Regions from separate parts of the Hordeum vulgare genome. Here region 2 is linked to region 1. The links are chromatin contacts, called in public Hi-C maps. All regions are on one chromosome and are shown on one strand. The core of a region is the stretch at or near the end of the contact, and the rest is flanking DNA. Distances in the headings are between cores, read along the strand shown.

Region 1 (6,548 bases), core at 2,094-4,593:
GCAACTTTTGTGTTTTCGGTGAGACCGATATACAAATCTCGATGGTAAAGATATGGGTGTCCTAGGCTGTTTCCAAATCTCGGTGAGACCGATTTCTAAAAATTGGAAATTCCGATTGTTGAAAATAGCTAACCACAAAGTTGGTCACTGATTTAGTGGAAAACTGAAAGGAATATTCATGGCACCAAGATGCTAGGGTCTAGCATAGGATCTGTTTGGTGGAGAACTCGGTACGGCCGAATGGAAAGTTTGTGGCACCGAATTTTGGACTTTCTGGATTTTGACACAAGATTTGTGGGATAATTTCATGAGTATTTTTTGTGTCTTCTCTAAGCACTTGAGCAACCAGATCATTATAGTCACCTCATCCACTTTTAATAGTATTGGCTTTCCTGTGGTCTCAAATGTGATTTCGCACAAAATATAAAATGCAGAGTCTTGAAGCATGTTGCCAATAGATTTTCCTTGAATCTTGGCCAATGCATCTTTAAACTTTTCTGAAATATACTAGATAGAATCATTCATTCAATGCACATATGTTGTTACTAATTACCAAAACCACCTAAGGGAGAAGTTGTGCTTTCAATAGGTATGGTGGCTGTTTTGAAAAGATATAATTAGGTTTATGGATAAGAGAGTGTATCGTTCCATGGGATTGGATGCACCAACGAAATTTTCTCCATGTCTCAATGTGGGAGTGGGCAATGCACTGTACCATAGAGGCTAGCAAAATATGAAAAGTGGAAAGTTTTAAGGACCGCAACTCATAAACCAAAACACCTCAATAATAATTCATGGTCTATATCACATAACTGCCAGACTGGATCTCTCCAAGGGGTGAGTTTGACGAACTGGACCCGCTAGGCTTCCTGACCATTCTACAAGGCGGTTACTTCTAATGTACTTAATTTTAGACCCCTCACAACCAGTCTCACTTAAACAATAACAAGTACTAACATGTATGGCTTTATGATACCTTTCCAGTACTTCAGCCAAGTCCTTAAGGCTTGCTACTTGTAAATTGTGTTGGGCTTTTCCCTGAAGAGGAGAGGAGATGCAGCAGATTAGAGATAAGAATTTCCCTTAATCAGAACTAAGGTTATAAAACCAATAGGAAAACCACAAAAAATCCCGTCTTAAATGCCTACACACAAAAGAGCACACACTTGCACCCAACGCGGGTAAGAGGGTTGTCAATCCCCTTGAACTCGTTACTTGCAAGCAATAATTAGTGATACATAGATAACATAAATATAAAATAAAATAGCAGAAAGTAAATGGCAGTAATTTTTTTGGTGTTTTTGTACTATGATTTATGAAGACCAGCGGCATAATTTTTGCTAGAGGCTTCTATCTCAAAGAAAGTATATGGTGGATAAACAAGTTACCGTTGGGTAATTGATAGAAAAGCACATAGTTACGAAATATTTTATTCACGACAATGATCACATACATAGGCATCACGTCCAAAAGCAAGTATACCAACTCTTGTCTACATCTACTACTATTACTCCACCCATCAGCTGCTATCCAGCATGCATCTAGAGTATTAAGTAAAAACAGAGTAATGCTTGAAGAAGATGACATCATGTAGACAAAGTAAACTCAACTAGTATGAATAAAACCGATCCTTTTTATCCTTAACGGAAAGAATAAAAATGCATGTCATGTCCCCTTCAGTCACTCGGATTGAGCGCCACAAGATTGAACCCATTAGAACGCATCATTCCAGCTCAAGGTAAATCAATCTAGTTGGACAAACCAAACCAAAAGATCAGAGACAAATACAAAGATGTAATAATCATGCATCTAAGAAACCAACAAAGACTCAATATATTTTCATGAATATTCTGATCATAGGCGCACAATTCATCGTCTCCCAACAAACACACCACAATGAATATTACATAGGATAGATCACCGCGAGAATCACAATGATCTTTGTGTTGAAGATCATAGAGAGAGATAGCCATCTAGGTACTAACTATGGACATGTATGTCTGCGGTAGACTACTTACACATCACCATGGCAATAGCAAGATTGATGTAGAGGCCCTTCATGATTGATGCCCCCTTCGGTTGGGCACCGAAATAGGGCTCCAGATAGGATCACGGCGGAACAGAGACTTGCAGGAGTTGAAAAAGTATTTCAGGTGGATGTCTGGTGTTTATTCCAACATATTAGGATTTATAGAAGCGGAGTTCGGCCAGGACGTTGTGGGAGGTGGTCCCAAGCCATCAGGGCACGACCAACCCCGGTGGGCGTGCCCTGTTGGCTTGGTGCAACCTGTGTGGCCTCTAGTCTCCCTCCGAAGCTTCTAGGTCTAATTTTTGTCCATAAAAAATCATCAAAATGTTACGTTGCATTTGGACTTCCTTGGTACTTTTTTCCTGAAATGTCAAAAACACGCAGAAAACAACAACTAGCGCTGAGCAATGGGTTAATAGGTTAGTTCCGAGAAATGATATAAAACTGCATATAAAATATCCAAGATTGAAAATATAATAACATGTAATAATAAAAAATTATGGATACTATGGAGACGTATCAGCATCCCCAAGCTTAATTCTTGCCCGTCCTCGAGTAGTTAGATCATAAAAACAGATTTTTTGATGTGACATGCTGTAAGAGCTGAGACTAAAGCTCTAGATGCCTTCGATAAATCTCGTTAGCGCCGTGTGTTTTGTTTTTTTGTAGCATTAATCATCGTATCATTGCATTTTGTCGGCACTCCGTTGCCGTTATTTTTCAAAACTTGCATTCGTTCATAGTTGCTAGTTCTTCGCATTCTTGTCGTTGACCATTTCGAAACCAAACATACAAGCACACGCTCGCGACATTGTTAAAATATTATTATTACTAAACTGGGAGATAAGCGTTTGCGAAATGGGTCAAAAGTTGGCGAGTCGGTCTTATTATATTTTATTTAGACTAGATGTCAAATTGCATCGCATTCGGAGGTCGTTTCATATCCCAACAGATAACTATAGCAGTAGTATAGCCGGTCAAATCGTCGGACGTTTTCGTTATTAAAACTTGTTGCCGGGCTGCCCGCACTTTTCTTCTATACTATGCCTAGCGTCTCTCCACAGTGCATATGACCCTCGTGCGTGTCCGATAGCTTCCCCAAACCCGAAATGCTAGTCTGTGACCAGTGTGTCCGAATCAACCCTCAAATACCCAAAAACATCATCTGTTTTCAATTGGACTCCCTAACCTATTTATCTGGACCGCTTGATGTGAATAGAGGCTGCAAATAGTCTCACCTTATACCATCTACTATATATATCGGGACAAACCTAGATGTGTCGCATCCATCCGATCCCACCTTAGCCACCGCCACCCACACCACTCTCTCTTTCTCTCGGGATCCCCACCAAATCCACTATTTTCCTCCTCGTTTTCCTCCATGGACCAACAACCGCAGCCTCCTCAAACCGCAATTGCAGTGCGCCTCCACCCCTGGTCCTCCTCATCTTGCACGCCTATCCATCCAACGCTCAACACCGCTTCCTTGTCTGCCCGAGCACACCCCTCGAGAGGAGTACGAGGTCCTCATGTGCCGCCGTTTTCTATGAATCGAGCAACAACTCCAGAGTAGAGCACACGCCCACGACACATCAAGCGCCATCCACCCCGCCTCGACCACACACCCCATGCCCTCCTCCTCCGGCAGCTAGCTCTCGCTGGTGAGCATCTCTAGCCACCGCGCCCCATTCTTCCCTTCTTTCGATTTCTCCCTGTTGACGTCACCCATCTCTCTCTCTCTTCTCTGTGTTGCAAGCAGGAGCTGCCATGGAAACGGCCACCTTCCTGACCTCGAAACCATACGGATACGGCAAGCCCCTCCCTTTGCCGTGGCCATGCAGCTCATCGGCGTCGTGCGCGCATCGCCATGCCTCGAGCCACCCCGCTGGCGCCCTTTAGCTTGGGAACGAATGCACAATGTGTTGACCGCCCCTACTCCAGCCAGCGGCAAATCCTATTTGGCGTTGTAGGTGCAGGTTAGGTTAAAGTGCATTTTTCTTAACCAGCACGTGTAGTGTTCGGTCATGGGCTAACCCATCGGGAGGGGGTTCCGGTTTTGTGAAAGTTCCGAAAGCTTCTTAGATGGGTTTTTTCATTTAGGTTTTTTTAAGACTGGTTTTTCTTCGGTTTATCTTTTTATCTTTTTTCTTTACTCAATTTATTAATTTTTCATTTTCCTTTTAATTTTTATATAATTTTTCATTTTTCCAAAAAACGCAGCCATTTTTTGATTAACTTTTTTTCAAACGAACAGATATTTTTCCAAATCAATGAACCCGTTTTAGAATTTTACAAATTTTTGTATTAAAATTCTATGAACTTTTTTGAATATCGATGAACTTTTTTCAAATTATGATGAACTTTCTGAGATTTGATTAACTTTTTTTGAAATGGATGAACTTTTTCAAAAATGATAAACTTTTTTATGATTTGTGAACTTTTTTCAGTTCAACGAAATTTTTAAAAACGTTTTTCAAATTGATGAAATAATTTCCAAAATCCATGAACTTTATAAAAATTTGTAAACTATTTTTTCAGATCCAGTGAATTTTTTCAAATTCGTGAACTTTTTGTTTCAAATTTTGTGAACCATTTTTTGCTTTTGTGAACCTTTTATGTTCATGTTTTTTTTGCTTTTTTGATTTCTTATAAAAAAATCCGCCCGAAGACTGGGCCGGCCCATTATGATGGGCGTGTGGGCGCTGGTTCTCCTAGCCGGCGCTTAAGGCACCGACTAGGAGCTCCCTCAACCAGCGCCATAAGCCTCGTTCGCATCCTCGCGTGGGCTGCCTCCCCCGCTCGTGTGGGCCAGATGCCTCCTCCTAATCCCAGTCCGCCCATAACTCCTCTGGCCCAAGCCCATCACGAGCAAGCTCTAGCAAAAAACGCTCATGTGTGCACTTTAGTACCTATCTTTGACTGAACTGCTCATATTCGGCTTGATATTGTTTTTCCCAGTGTTGCGATTTTAACATTAACCCATGAATTGTGTTTTCAAAAAACCCTTCAATTTTCATGCATACAATAACTAATTAACCGTGCATCGGATTAAAAATATTTATATATGTAAAATGCATAGTATTTCGTGTAGTTTCACAATATCCAAGTTTCACCCATGTTAAAAATGATTAACTTGTTGTTTGCATTTAATTTGCATAAATGCCTTAGTAAAACAGTTTAATTCATATCTAAATAACTGTAGCTCCTATGCATGTGGTAGCTTCATGTGATTTTGTCTCAGTGATGTGCTCTATCATGCCACACCATTATTTTCCACGTAAAACTTTTCTAGCATTCCCATTTGATGCACTTAAGAGGCCTCCATATTAAAACTATTTTTCTATCAATGAAAAGTACCATTTTGCAAAAATCATATTAAGTAAAACCATGCATCCTATAAAATTGTGCGAGGGAGTAATTTTTAGTATGTCATGTCTAATTGTTGCTAGTATTTTTTCCATGCCAAGAAATCCATGTTTAGCTACAGTTTTCATCATGTGAACACGCCTACGCAATGTTGCTCTTTTGAGGTAGCTGAAATAATTCTAAGTCTCAAGTCTATTCATGAACTTAGTATTTTGTCTTGTTAATTGCCATGGATCTGTCTTGTTAACTGCCATGGATCTATCATGTCTTGTTAATTGCCATGAATCTATCTTGCTTAAATAATTCTTTTGAGTATGCTCACTTTGGATGTTTGGAAATGCATGTTATGGACTATCATGTTGTGCCATGTGTTGCCATGAAAAGATTGTGCATCATATTTAATTCTAGCCTCAAAGATGTCAACTTGTGAAAAACTACTACTTATGTCTACCCTAATTTTCAAAAAGTGTGAGAATCTGTAATTTTCAACATTGCATCTTTTGTGGATAATAGCCATGTTTATGTGAATATTTTGCTCATGCTTATATTGAATGAAATGAAGTCCATGTGGCCTACTACCACGCTGTGGTATTTCATGACATGAGAAGTCTTGTAGCTTATTTAAATCTTGCCATGAATATTCCTTCATGTTAACTCTCTTTCTGAAAATTTGTGATTTTCAGTAAGTCCTTATCTGCTAAATTTTCTCGCCATGTTGTGAGCATCCTAGCAATTAATCCAAGACTCTTTTCACCATGCCTCATTTCGATGAAATGAAGTGCATATAACATACTACTGCCCCATGTCTTGTTTGTGATTGTACATTCTTGTAGCTTGTAGTTTTGATGGATGTAAATTTCTATGTTGCTGTTTTGGAGGGATTATAACAAAACTTGTGTTGATTGTTATTGTTGAACCATGGTTCCATTTTGAACATCTTGTGTATGAAGCTTCCCTAGAATTCCATGTAGTTTCATAATATCAAGTTGCATCCATGATTTAAATGTTTGTGGTTGTTTTTTGCACGCATTTTGAATTCATGAATATTTTTATCTTGTGTTGATCATATCTTCTAGGACATAGCTCAATTTTAAATGATCTACATATGTAAATCGCCTAGAATAACGAGTAGAATCACATGGTGCACTTTATA
Region 2 (6,985 bases), core at 2,590-5,089, 390 kb before region 1:
GAGCAGACCGGCTCCTGGTGAAGGACGAGGATATTAAGCATAGATGGTGGGAATACTTTGACAAGTTGGTCAGTGGAGAAAATGGGAGCTCTACCATTGAGTTGGACGACTCCTTCGACGATACTAGCAGGCGTTTTGTGTGATGAATCCAGGAGTCTGAGATAAAGGAGGCTTTAAAAAGGACGAAAGGAGGCAAGGCGATGGGCCTTGACTATATCCCCATTGAGGCGTGGAGAGGCCTCAGAGACAACAATAGTATGGCAAACTAAGCTTTTCAACCTAATTTTTCAGGCAAACAAGATACCAGAATGGAGCGGAGTATACAACAACAACAACAACAAAGCCTTTAGTCCCAAACAAGTTGGGGTAGGCTAGAGGTGAAACCCACAAGATCTCGCGACCAACTCATGGTTCTGGCACATGGATAGCAAGCTTCCACACACCCCTGTCCATGGCTAGTTTTTTGGTGATGCTTCAATCCTTCAGAATGGAGCAGCGTATATTAGTACCAATTTTCAAGAACAAGGGGTATGTTTAAAGTTGTACTAATTGTTAAGCTTCATGCACTAGCCAATGCAACCAAAAGTCCAAACTGATGGAAAGGGCTAGTGCAATTCACATATACTGTAACACCCCCTCTCACGTGTGACGGGGAAGACAAGTCAACACGTGCAACCGATAGAGAGCGACGGCGCGCGAAACTCAAGTATGACTCAAGAGGCCTCTCCGTGGACATAAAGGGGGGCTACCAGCAATTTTTTAAATAAATTGCGAAAGCCAGGACTTGAACTCAAGACCTTGGCTCCGATACCATGTTAAGCTTCATGCACTAGCCAATGCAACCAAAAGTCTTAACTGATGGAGAGGGCTAGTGCAATTCACATATACTGTAACACTAATTACCGTGGAATTAAGCTGATGAGCCATACAATGAAGCTATGTGGGAGTCATTGAGCACCGCTCAAGAAGAATGACAAGTGTGACCAAAAATCAATTTGGTTTCATGCTTGGGAGGTCGACCATGGAAGCCATTTTGTTGGAACGACAACTTATGGAGAGATACAGGGAGCAAAAGAAGGTCCTGCATATCAATTTGGTTTCATGCTTGGGAGTTGGGAGGTCGATCATGGAAGCCATTTTGTTGGAACGACAACTTATGGAGAGATACATGAAGCAAAAGGACCTCCATATCGTGTTCATTAACTTGGGGAAAGCCTGCGATAAGATACCATGAAATGTCATATGGTGGGCCTTGGAGAAACACAAAGTCCCAACAAAGTACATTACCCTCATCAAGGACATGTACGATAATGTTATGACAGGTGTTCGGACAAGTGATGGCGACACTCATGACTTCCCAATTAAAATAGGAATGCACCAATGGTTAGCTTTGAGCCCTTATCTTTTTGCTTCGCGATGGATGAGGTGACAAGGGGTATACAAGGAGATAGCCCATGGTGTATGTTCCATGTAGATGATGCGGTGCTAGTCGAATAGAAAGTTAGAGCTATGGAGACAAACATTGGAATCAAAAGTTTAGGCTTAGTAGAACTAAAACTGAGTATATGAGGTGTGGTTTGAGTACTACTAGGCACAAGGAGGTAAGCCTTGATGGGTAGGTGGTACCTCAGAAGAACACCTTCTGATAGTTGGGGTCAATGCTGTAGATGGATGGTAATATTGATGAAGATGTGAGCCATTGAATCAAAGCCGGATGGATGAAATGACCAGAGAATGCCACAAAGCTAAAAGGCAGGTTTTATAGGACAACGATTCGACCCGCAATGTTGTATGGTGCTGAGTGTTGGCCGACTAAAAGGTGACATGTTCAACAGTTAGGTGTAGTAGCGGAGATGCGCATGCTGAGATGGATGTGGGGCCATATAAGAAAGTTCGGACCCGGGATGATGATACCTGAAAGACTGGAATATCACCAAAGAACTAGCCATAGAAGGGCGCGTGGAACTTAGCTATCCACGTGCCAGAACCATGAGCTGGTTTCGAGATCTTATGGGTTACAGCTCTAGTATACCCCAACTTGTTTGGGACTGAAGGCTTGGTTGTTGTTGTTGTTGATTACCATACCAGAGCAGCTATGGATGCAAACAAGTCAAGTTTGAGCAAATTTGACTTGGCTCTGCTCTTGTTTGCACTGAAAACCTACCTAGATCTAGTTGGGTCGGGTCAGTCGTCACGCTAGGGAGCGGGCTTATGCTCAGCTCGTACCATTCTCAAGCTGAATTCAAATTATAATAAATAAATGAAGATCCATAGAAACATTTCGATATGAGTTGAATTATGGGGGTAGTATCCGTACATAGTTGGGTACATGGAAGCGATAAATTATTGTAACGGCCAAGCTGGTAAAACCAATAAAACTAATCCATGAACTGCCCGAAAAGATTATTGATTAGTTCTTTCATAGTGCTAACATATTTCTTCTAAAGAAAATTATACTCCCTCCGTCCCAAAATAAGTGTCGCAGATTTAATACTAAATTAGTACAAATTTTGTACTAGATCAACAGTATTTATTTTGGGACAGAGGGAGTAGGTCTTAACTAGGTTTCCATTTATTGAACAAGAAAAGATTGCATAACTGGGAACTGAGACAACCATGCATGCTAAAATTAGATGCTTATTTCATATGTGCAAAAATGTCAAGTTTTCCTTGACAGACTCCGCTGTCCAGCCTAGGCTCAATCTTAGCTTGCTTTTAAACCAATACCAAGTTGGAGAAGTGCTCAAGCTTGTTATTTTGCGTGTCTCTTGCTGGCAAGCCCTTTTTTTTCAGATCTAAGTATATGAAAGTGGGCATCCTGATATACCAGAACTCCGGTGGCAACATGTTTCTGATAATAAATTGCATAAATGGCAAGAGACTGACTACGGTACATATGTATGTAATTAGACTTTAAATGCATTTTCACAGTACCCTTTAAGTATCCTACAAATATGAGCGACGGGGAGTGGGGGAAACAGTGAGAAAAACTTACTAAAAGTTGTATGTACCATAGCCATGTCCAAAATCAACCATGCATTAGTTTGCTGTATACAATAATCTGACTATGTAGCTCAGCTAAGTTCTTTGAGCAAACTACCTGGGAACTCCTGAACTGGTATAAAAAGTAAACATCGTGCATTTAGTAGTGATAATATGTCTATGCAGGTGCACTTTTTTTTGCATCTCATACTAAAATCATGTTTGTCTGTAGATTGAAATTCTCTTGTTCGTTAGAACTTGTCTTGAATTTTGAGAAGCTTTTAAGTACTCCATGCTTGAAAAGAAGGCCTGCAAGTTTTTTCTGAAGTCAAACAGTGCAAAGTTTAACCAAGTTTATAGGAAAACTATCAAGAACTACACGCAGGGAGGTAGTAGCATTTTTACTAATCACTATTGCAGTGCTAGTCTGATGTCGATGAAACAGCGTGTTAGTGGTTTTTATCCTTAGCATCAAATTCGTTCCTCTAATGTTCATGTGGAAATTTAGCAATGTGTTAAGTTGAAACAAGGAACACCTTGAGCATATTCGTTTTTTTGTGGACCCATCCCATTGGACCATTGTATTCCCGAGGAAATGTAAAATTAATATGTATGGTGTTGCTGTGATTCTGCATGATCTGGCTCCAACTATATAGCTTTGTGCAATACTGCAATTGGATGAACTATTTCTTATTGTGTTTTATTTTGCTAATTTGGATGTGCTAACTTATTCTGGATGAACTGTTTCTTATTGTTCTTATTTTGGGGTTGCAGTGAGATGATCCAGCACAGACCATACAATCAGAAAGTAGATGTCTACAGTTTTGGCATCGTCCTGTGGGAGCTAATAACTGGGACCCTTCCTTTTCCAAACATGACAGCAGTGCAAGCTGCATTTGCTGTGGTGAACAAGGGTGTCCGCCCAGCCATACCCCATGACTGCCTCCCTGCCCTTGGGGAGATCATGACGAGGTGCTGGGATGCAAACCCCGATGTCCGCCCCCCTTTCACTGATGTTGTGAGGATGCTGGAGCGTGTGGAGATTGAGGTCCTGAACAATGTTCGCAAGGCCAGATTCCGGTGTTGCATCTCCCAACCCATGACCTTAGACTAAGGCAGGCAGAATTCAAAAGAAAAGAAAGCAATTTGGAGAGAAGTTAAATCCCATGTATTTATTATATTAATACTTTTGATACAGAAGCAGAAAAGCCCGCCTGAGCATACGTGTGTGCTCGGGCTTCACATATTTATCTTAGACCATACCATAGTCCCCGTCCTCGTCTTAAAACTGTCATTGTACTAGAAACAGTTTTATCCTTAACATTGCCAAAACATCGTCATGAGGTTTCCTCTGGTTGCACCGACGGCATGCTCCTGCTGCTCTGTTCATGTGTTTTATATAATCATCACCCTGCAGGGCATATGCAAGCTTGAACGCTTGTTTGTACTCCTACCCTAACCTATAACCTATAAGGAGGGTAGCCGACCCCTCCACGGAGCTCCCCTGATTTTGTGCATTTTGGACCGCTAGATTTGGTCCATCTGGTCTTCAAACTGTCCTGGGTACCTGTGGATACCATACTTGCATGGACAGGGTATGATTCCTGGGTACCCGTGGAAGTTGATGGCTCCGGGATGTTCCTCATCTCAACATGATCTGATTATCTCTGCTCGGCTGATGGAAACAAGGAGATTGTTGTCAAAGCTGGAATTTTCTTTTCTCCGTCTCTTCCTTTGTTCCTTAGGACATGCTGTTCAGTAAGGATCTGGGTCCTTGCTCTCTCATATGTCTATATTCAGCTCTTTTTTTCGTTACATGTGTAGTTCTTCTTTTCTCTATTTTCTGGCAGATGGTGTAATCTTGTATGTACAATGGTCTGTGGGCTGAATATATTGGCACCTTCAGGTGCCTTTCTCTGTTCAAAAAAAAAAAACCCATACGCATGGGTTCATATACACGTGCATACATTCATGCCTATGAACGTACACACACATCCTATCTTTATGAGCACCTTCGAAAGACTGAATCGGTATATGATCTTGAGATTTACGAGGTCACCGTAGGCGCTTTGTCGTTGATGGAGACGTCTCCTCCAATTGAAAATGTATCACTAAAAATTCTAAAATAAATTTAGGAATAATGCAAGCATCAGGACTTGAACCCTGATGGGCTCACACACACATCCTATCCTTATGAACACCTTCGAGAGATTGAACCACCATATGATCTTGAGATTTATGAGGTCACTGTAGGTGTCTCATCGTCGGCGGGAACGTCTCCTTCCACTGAAAGTGTATCGTCGGAAATTCTGAAATAAATCCAGGAATAATGCAAGCACCAGGACTTGAACCCTCGTGGGTTGGAGATAGCCCTAGCCCTTTAACCATTCAATCGCATGTTGGTTTGCCATGTATACCATACTTGGATGGATAGGGTATGGATGTAATTTTATACCTATGGATAGTATTCGTATCCTGTTAAGTCATGGATAGGGGTCATGGATAGGGCATTGGCAGGGGCGGACCCGGAACCAAAATCACCCGGTGTCCAAATGTACATCAAACTCAACAACCTATAATCTTCCACGATAAAAATTCTTATACAACAAAGTGTTTCACTTCAAATTGTAGTTGATTATGTAAAGTTGTACAGTAAAACATAGAAGCTCCAAACAGTAGAAACAAACATAATAATGATGATCAACTATGGCAATATGAGTTTGCTATTATTTTTTGATTATTATATATCACAAGTGCAAAATGAGTTATATTATGTTTGTGGATTCAAGGAAATAAATAATAAGTAAAGCATATTAATGTACTACTGTGGAATTAAACTTGATTGACAGCGTGCCTTACGGTCGAGAATTAATCGAAAATTCCAAGTAGGTGTGAATCATTAAGGGAAAAATATCAAATCATAGAAATCCGATTATCGGTTGTGATACCCTTAAATTTGAAAACGTTAAACATATAATTTAGGCTACAAAAAGTTGAGATATATACAGTTGTTGAGTTGTTGAGGGAGAGTCGTACATATTTCCTTCCAAATATTTAGCGGTCTATAGCGGCCAGCAGACGAAGTCACGCGGATGATGTCATTCTGGGCGTCGACGCGTTGGCTAGGCAGCTGGGATAGCTACCAATCCACCGGGGTTCGAGCCTCGGCTCTAACTCGCGGCGTTCGTGGAGTTTTTTCTATAAATAAAAACCAACAAGGGTTAGCTCTTGGGCTGGTCTCATTTTTTTAACCAAAAACGGGCTCGTGACTAGCGAGTGCCGAGTAGTCGAGGGGCAAGCATGCAACAACACAATTAGTGCATGTACAAAGGGCATCAAACATCGTCAGAAAGAGACGATCTGATCCATCGTTACAAGTGCTCCACAACCTAGATGACTCACTGCTATTAGATGGGTCATGCCTGTGCGCATTCTCGTTATGTCTCTCGTTTCAAGTTCCAAAAGGTGTCTACGTATAATTTTTACCGGTGTCCAGGTCCAAAATACGGAGTATATATAACGCAAGTTGAGTTTCTACCCGGCGTGCAGTGACACCGACCGAGTCAATGTAGGTCCGTCCTTGGCCATTGGTATAGCCTTGTATCTATAGATATACCCATACCCTACCTATTTATAGTGACATGTGGACTTTACCTGTGGAGCTTCAACATATGTGCAAGGATCGGTGGCATGATAGGACTTGGGCGACCCAACTACTTCCGTAATTAAGCCTCACGCCTATGTTAAAGTTATTATCAATTGTTGATTTCAATTGAGATAATTGTCATGTACTCATCTATCTGTTATTGCGTTGATATAATTAATTATTTTGTTAAATATGCTATTGATGATGTAAAATTGTCAAAATTTTGTGTACCATTTGATCTATCAGTTTAGTATCCAATGGGTATGGGAATCCATCGGGTATGAATACGGGTAAAGTTTCACACCCGTGGGTACCAATATGATAGAAATTTGTATACATTGATTACACGGGTATGGT

Evidence for each region. A called contact is a pair of places that touch in the nucleus more often than the background predicts.
Region 2: a Hi-C map of leaf shows a contact between it and region 1, with 4 times the contacts expected there. The contact joins two enhancer-like sites. A contact is called at or near these places in 2 of 6 Hi-C or Micro-C datasets (leaf and seedling).

Annotation. Positions count from the first base shown.
Region 1 is chr7H:349,810,591-349,817,138 of MorexV3_pseudomolecules_assembly, reverse strand. No RefSeq gene overlaps it. Among protein-coding and RNA genes, the nearest start is that of LOC123411134, 14 kb to the left of the region's middle. Within about 2 kb of position 3,343, at least 3 of the 3 cell types and tissues checked have open chromatin away from gene starts, as enhancers often do. A contact at or near this core is called in leaf, where this site is marked.
Region 2 is chr7H:350,200,620-350,207,604 of MorexV3_pseudomolecules_assembly, reverse strand. LOC123407129 (serine/threonine-protein kinase STY13-like) reads left to right here. Exons shown (of 3, transcript XM_045100194.1): 3 at 3,757-4,346. The coding sequence ends at 4,096. Among protein-coding and RNA genes, the nearest start is that of LOC123407129, 13 kb to the left of the region's middle. Within about 2 kb of position 3,839, at least 1 of the 3 cell types and tissues checked has open chromatin away from gene starts, as enhancers often do. A contact at or near this core is called in leaf, where this site is marked.